Linked DNA regions of Mus musculus: region 2 is linked to region 1. The links are chromatin contacts, called in public HiChIP or PLAC-seq maps. All regions are on one chromosome and are shown on one strand. The core of a region is the stretch at or near the end of the contact, and the rest is flanking DNA. Distances in the headings are between cores, read along the strand shown. Region 1 has its middle 27 kb from the start of Wnt5a. Region 2 has its middle 67 kb from the start of Gm35217.

Region 1 (3,683 bases), core at 210-2,709:
CAACAGGCAACAACCAATCAAGTCCTCTCATTAGGAACGTGTGTGTGTGTGTGTGTGTGTGTGTGTGTGTGTGTGTGTGTGTGTAATTCATTAAGAGCCAATGACTGGGATATTATCATCTTGAGACCAGAGCATTTGTGATTACCCACAAGTGACCCCCCCCCCAAGACCTGAACCTATTCTCATTCTTTAGTAGGAGTAGGCTGCTGGGTTCCCCCCAGGAAATTAAGAAAATACAGACTCCCTAGGAATCACTGTCTACACAGTAAATCTGCATAACCAAAAGGTAGGTTCTAAATCTGCATTTTGCTGATGTCATGTGTTAACTTAGAATCCATGGTGAAGGGGAATTCATGAATGCCTTGCTCTGGGCTCCTCCCTGGAGCCTAGACCTTGGTTCAGGCAGACCTTGCCATCATCATTTTGTAACCGTGGTCCCCACCCCACAGCCTGCAGCCTGTAACAACTGCTAACAGATCCGTAACTGAGGCAGCCAGAGCTTCAGGTCCTGCTGCTGCAGAGTCCATCTGTATAGTCCTGGGCCCTGCATCCTGTGCCTTACTTAGTACCCATGGCTGTCTCCCAGGCCATTGAAGACTCTTCTCTTGTTTCAGTGTTACAAAGGGATTTAGGTGTAGTGGAATTTGAAGCCAGACTGCCCTCCATAACAAAAGCCTGTCTTAAAAAGGAAAGAAAAGAAAAGGAAGATAGGGGAGTGGTGGGGAGGAAAGAAGGAAGAGAAGGAGGAACAACAAGGGAATGACCAATACTAAGACAGTGTCATAGTCTATATTCTGAGCAAATGGCTCTCATGGTGTGTCTGAAATCAGCACTGGTCAGTAGGCTTCTTGTGCCGGTGGGAGATGATGAAGGCCTGGCTGCCTTCTAGATGCTCACTGAGCATCTCATGTGTGCAGGTGCACATCTAGACCTGCACTCCTACACTCACAGGAAATCCTATAGCTATTCCGTCGTTTACTTTCGTGGCTATATTAAGCCCCTGATATGAGGCTCGATGCCCTGAAGAATGAACTGCTTTAACCATTCCAGCTCAGCTAGTCCCCACAGCTGCTGGTGGCTCTTGTCGACGCGACGCGACTGTTTTAGATACTTTGCCTAATTAATTGTGCAGAGTAGGAAACACCAGCTTAGTTTTAGTAAACCAGGAAATTGATACTCAGGGATGGAAAATGGCGTGCCTGAGGTCACAGGATGAGGCAGGGCAGGAATCCAAACGCAAACTGATTCTGTGACACACCATAACTACTCCGCACTTACACGCATGGGCGTGAAACTCTGATAGGGGATAAAAATAAAACGGGACCGTCCCATCTCTCCGGCATCAGCTCTGTTTTAGTTACAAAGCCAAAACAGAAAGCAATGCCAGAGGCAGGACCACACTATCAATTCCGCCTACCCATGTGGACTGCTGGCCAGCGGGCTTGGCGAGGAACTCCAGTCCTGGCTCAACACAAGCCTGTGGTCAAGCATGTTTTATTGCATGCCGAAACTCAAAGATTGCTCAGCCTCCAAGACCAGAAGTGATTGCAGGGCAACAAGGGAAGGGAGGCTAGAGACTGCCCCTCCTGGCTCTGAGAGTGGACACCCTGTCTGGCGAGTTGCCTTCTGCCTTCATAGAGCCCCGCCGCACCCCAATTCAGGGAGGCCCCATTGCCTGGGAAATGTCTCCAGTGTCTAGGCTCCCACGCCCAGGGGAGCCTCCATCTCTAACAGTTAGGGCCAGCCATTCAAATCATATTACACTGTAAGTGGTTCTACAAATTGTCAGCCCTAATGAAATTTAGCAAGAAGCAGCGGGAGAGGTGCAAACAGTTTAGAACTGGTTTCTTGGGTTTCGAGCCCCAAATTCAAGTGGTTGAAGCTTCTTATGGAAAAAAAAAATGCAGGGAGCATAAATTTCCCCTTGTCACTGGGGCACCCTCTTAGGGTTCTCTCTTTCCCAGTGCCCCACCCTAAATGGTACCAAGTCGTGATCCTTCCTCACAAGAGAAAGTCTGAGTGATTTGTTTACCCAGCTAAAGTTTTGGTTGGTAGAGGCCCTGGGGAAATGCAGAGGGGAAGAATAAAGGTGGAGAGCTTGGGCCCCAGCCTGGATTATGGATTTCAGGAAAGGCTCTGAGTGGGAAAACGTACCTGCCTGCCAGGAATCCCTCCAGGAAACCAGCCTGTTAGACAGGACCCGTGTTCTCTGCACTGCAAACAGTCTGGAGATGGCAGGCTGCAAGCCAGCTTCATCCTGCTCTCTGCCCACCACTCGGTAACATCCCCAGATGTGCTCTCCATGGCCGAGGGGTGGGTCATGTGCAGTTGCTACTTACAGGCTGCCGATAGAAGACTTACCACTTGTCGTTTATTGTGTGAGCACCACGTCCAGGCCAGTTGCCTGCACAAACCACTTCCTGGGAAATCCCTGGGAACCTATGCACAATGGCCAGGAACTGCCCCTTTCACAGATAAGGCCCAGGAAGGCCAAGAAAAGGGCCAGTACTCTATGGGTGGTTTTGAAACACAGAATGTCATGATTTGAGGGACAGAGCACCTGGATAGACAAAGAGAGGGCAAGGCACATGGGCAAATGGGCAGAAGGACAGAGGACAGAAGGACAAAGGCCAAACAATGTAGTCCAGGTTCCATTTGCTTCATTTGCCCATGTTCTGTTTCCCACCTCCAAATATGATCAGCTGGTTAAAGGAGAAGGCAAATACTCTTGACACTTTCCAAACCACTATGCACATGTTGAAGAATGGGGGTCCAGAGAAGGCACAAACTTTGCCCCAAAGCCACACAGCAAAATGACAGACTGTGATGAGCCAGAGCACAGACCAAATGGTTTGGGTCTAGGGACATGATACATGATGGTTCATGTGCAGAAGAAAATTCCCAGCCTGCTGTTCATGGCGCCCTCCAATGGAGGAAGGGGAGGGGAACAGCCAGGTGACCTCTACTGGACCAGAGTCCTTGTAAAATGTCAGGTTGTGAGAGTGTCTGGACTTCCCATGTTCTCCTGGGAACCTGACATCCTGGACATAGTGAATAGAAGCTGCTGTGGTCCTGGAGCCTGTGCTATTGTCTCTGAGCTTTCAGATGAGGAGGCTGATGCCAGGAGAGAGCCAAGAGTCTGCCCAGGAAGCACAATGGCTGCCTGCAGCAGATGCCTGGGATGCCAGGGTCCTGCTCCTGTTGTGTTCAGTTCCTGCTAAACTGGGCTCCAGTTTCTCAGCCTCCACTCAGCCCTGTGGAGCTGCTTAGTCTGTGCCCTGCCCAGCGGTCATGGTGTCTTCTGAAATCAAGGAAAACTTTGTGGAGCCAATCCTGTGGATCCCCACTAAATCATGTGAATGGAGCACCCTGCATTTGTGGAACCTGGAGGTTCTAGCTCGTCTCCGAACCCTGGTGCTGAGAAGGGGCTGTTTTTGTAGATTCCTGAGACGGCCACAGCAAGAGTACTTGCTAGGTGTCAGGATAGCAGGATCCACAGTCCTCACCATCACCTACAAAGCAGTCACAGTCTCATATATTACAGATGATAATGTTGAAGCTCAGAGGGGTTCTGTAGGTGGCCAAAGGATGCACAGCTAAGGAGAAAAGCTTCCAGCCAGGGTTTTTTCGGTTTGTTTGTTTGTTTGTTTTCAGGGAGATGGTGATTGTTTTTCTCTTCTTTT
Region 2 (3,489 bases), core at 572-3,071, 330 kb before region 1:
AAGCAGCACCCTTCCATGGCCTCTGCATCAGCTCAGGCCTCCAGATTCCTGTCCTGTTTGAGTCCCTGTCTTGAATTCTTTCAGTATTGTTAAAGTGTAAGCAAAATAAACCCTTCCCTTCCCAGGTTGCTTTTGGTCATGGTGTTTTTGTTGTTGTTGTTTTTCACAGCAACAAAAGTCTTAGCTAAGACAAATAAAGATATGGCTCGGTGGTGAGGAGCTCTGACTGCTCTTACAGAGGACTAACTTTGGTTCTAGTATGTATATAATGCAGTTCCCTACCTCTTACAACTCCAGCTTCAGAAGACCAACACCCTCTGGCTTCTTAGGGCACATGCACACATATGCACATAACTATATACAGACATATGAAGAAGGGTAATAAATAAGATATTCTCCCTGATTCCTTTGAACTTCCCTTATAAATTGGCCAGTCGTGTTAAATAGAAGTAGACTAGAAGCTGCAAATGCGCGCGCTCTCTCTCTCTGTCTGTCTGTCTCTCTCTCTCACATCTATCTATCTATCTATCTATCTATCTATCTATCTATCTATCTATCATCTATTTTTTGGACAGGGTATCCTAGGCTGGTCTTGAATTCACTATGTTTTCAAGGATGGCCTTGAATGTCTGATATCTCCTGCCTCCATCTTCAGAATACTAGGATTATAATTGTGCACAATCATGCCTAGTTATATAGTATTGGGAATAGAACCCAGATACTCACTGAGGCTAGACAAACACTCCACCAACTGAGCTACATCTTCATCTCACAGATAAAACTTTATATAATGAAGAAACCAATAATGAAATTTATCTTAAGCAGTATCTTTTAATGAATCTCAAATGTTTACGATATTGTGGTATTAGGATGTAATCAATATGAAAATTTGTAATGTGATATAGTGTAGCATTCCTTACTTATTACCACTTAAAATCCAGTATGCATTTTGCCATTCCACTTCCCATTTTGGACCTACCATTTCCATTGCTGAAGAGCTAGCACACTGACCTCGAAGGAACATGAACTAAAGGACATATATCTAGTGGCATATGCCTTTGCTGAAAACAGTGGTGTGGAAGGAGACTACCTGAAGATAGAAAGGAGCTGTGGGGAGCCTGGGACTCTTCAGCATGAAAAGGACTGCTCAACTGAGCCCTCAGTGTCTTCATACATCAATCAGAAGTCTTCTCTGTGTCTGGCTTTTTATGCTTCTCTGTGGATATCCAGGAAATTATACAACCCTCTAGTCATAGGAGATCAATCCAGGACTGGGTGGATAGTTCATAGTGGCTATAGTTTTCCACTGGAAAGGTGTCTTCCTTTGGTACAGCCAAGCATGCACACGAAGCATGCTGTGCCTGGACCTTTTGACGGATGAGGAGAGCGCAGTGTGAAAGGGACAGCCATTCCCAGTGTTTCCTCCAGGCTCACAGGAGCTCTGAAAGGCCTTTTGCCACCAAGTGTTTGAGAAGCAGCTTTCCCTGAAAAGCATCCCTTGCTGGTCTCAGAAGGCAGGAGATGTGAGACAGACTCATAGCTCAACAAGAACAAGCTGCAATAAAAGCATCTCCCTTTCTTCATCTTCTCCCCAGTCTATTTCTGATGTTTGCCAGGGACCGATTCATTTGTTCTTATGACTACGGAGGAAAAGAAAACACATGATGCAGAAGTGGATGGCTAGCCCGTCCCACCACCTCCTTTACTAGGGAACAGGATAAAAATCTGGGGTGATACATAACATCTGTTCCCTGGGAGATCTCACACTGGAACACAAAGTTTCAATAGAACCAGGCAGCCATCCCCAGAATCCCAATGAAGAGCACAGCTCCCCTGCCTTCCAGCAATAAGCACCAGCTTCCTTCAAACAAAGACAGCCACACAGCATGTGCTTAGTGGAGGCCAAGAACTCAGAGTCAGAGCCATTTGTTTGTGTATTGGATTAGTCTCTCTTTTCTGTTATCATTATACTCCCTTTCGGAGGAATGCTCAGGATGAAATGCAAAAAGTTCAGAAATTATCCCTGTGAGAAAGAGCTGCCTGGATGGATGTGAAAACATCACTTACTTTATGACTTACCTCTGAGGTTTCTGAGAGACACACACACTGTATCTGTTTTTCTATTTAGCACATTAACATTTGTTCAGATGATAAACAGTTATACTTAACTTTGGGAGATTTAGCAAATATCCCAAGCTGTTTGTGTCCTTCAACTCAGACTTCTGAAAGCACATCTCACCAGAAATCAACTTTTCTAAATGAGTCACCTTTCAAGCCTCGTGATTATTAGTTCGTTTTAGATTGGTGTTTTTCTCAAAGAGTGGGCTCAACCTCCCTGATCCTGTGTTATTTACAGAGTTCTGAAGCCCTTCCTTTAGGCCTGCCTTCATTCCGCTTAATATGTCTACTCTTAGTTACAAGAGGCACTGATGAGCAGGCCCAGAAGAGAGAGCCAGGCAAATTCTGTCTGTCATCCCATTGTGTCTATGACATAAGATCTATATAAATGGATATCTGAGTGCAAGTGTAGCTACATACTGAGGACAGAAGTCACATGGCACATCACTGTCATTGAGACTGGGAGAAACTGATCTTACCTGTGATATTTAGCCTGGCACCCAGACATTGAACAAGAGTGCCAAAAGGGTGAGCAAGTACCGAAGGAAGGGGCAGTTGTGTAAACAGAGGTGTCACAGTAAACATGTGAACAGAGCCGACCATGATATTCCAGGAAAGCTGATCTTTTACAACCAGGGGCCCCGATTAGACGTCTCCCCTTCTCCACTGTGTTTCAAACAAGGAAGAAACCATGAATGTCAACGTCTAACACTGAAACGATGTTCATGTGTTCTCAGTCACTCAGCCAACCACAAAGGTGCTCTCCACAAGCTCATGAACAGCTCAAATACTCACAAATATGGGAGACTGGTGCAGGTCAAAAAGAGGAATCCAAAGTAATAGAAGCTGCTTGTCATGCTGGTTACGTATCCGCCACTATTCACGCAGCTCAGTATAGCTTGCCTCCACCTCGGACTCTTGATTGAAAATATGTCATTCACCATGCTCACAGCTAATATTCCCACTAAAGTACTATTAGGAAATATCTGGGGCCATGTGGAATCACTTAAGCCTACAACACTGTGAACTACTGTATTTGTGAGACGTGTGAGCTGTTCTCCCACTAACCAACCGTATCATTAATTACAGGCACCTCAAATAAAAATGCCTACACACAAGGCAGGCATGATATACACAATAAATAAAAAGATTGTGATTTGCAGAACGACAAGCTCATTCTACATTAATTGTCCCTCGTTTTCTTGGGCTATGACTGGAGCTATTAATTTGATTGACCACACCTGGCTGAAAAAGACCTGGAGTCTGCAGAGTTAGAGAGTAGGGATGCCCATGGCTCCGCTCCATCCTCCTCCCCACACCCGCCAAAACTCCACCAAATGCAGATGAAGCATTTCACAACAGTTTGTTATT

What was found. HiChIP or PLAC-seq counts read pairs in DNA pulled down with a chosen protein or histone mark.
Region 2: an H3K27ac HiChIP or PLAC-seq map of VIP interneurons shows a contact between it and region 1, with 3 times the contacts expected there. The contact joins two enhancer-like sites. A contact is called at or near these places in 2 of 484 Hi-C or Micro-C datasets (liver and nephron progenitors) and 2 of 115 datasets of contacts at active chromatin or transcription factors (VIP interneurons and embryonic fibroblasts).

Annotation. Positions count from the first base shown.
Region 1 is chr14:28,530,862-28,534,544 of GRCm38.p6, reverse strand. No RefSeq gene overlaps it. Among named protein-coding and RNA genes, the nearest start is that of Wnt5a, 27 kb to the right of the region's middle. Within about 2 kb of position 1,459, at least 30 of the 459 cell types and tissues checked have an H3K27ac peak or open chromatin away from gene starts, as enhancers often do. A contact at or near this core is called in VIP interneurons, where this site is marked.
Region 2 is chr14:28,863,448-28,866,936 of GRCm38.p6, reverse strand. No RefSeq gene overlaps it. Among named protein-coding and RNA genes, the nearest start is that of Gm35217, 67 kb to the right of the region's middle. Within about 2 kb of position 1,821, at least 25 of the 459 cell types and tissues checked have an H3K27ac peak or open chromatin away from gene starts, as enhancers often do. A contact at or near this core is called in VIP interneurons, where this site is marked.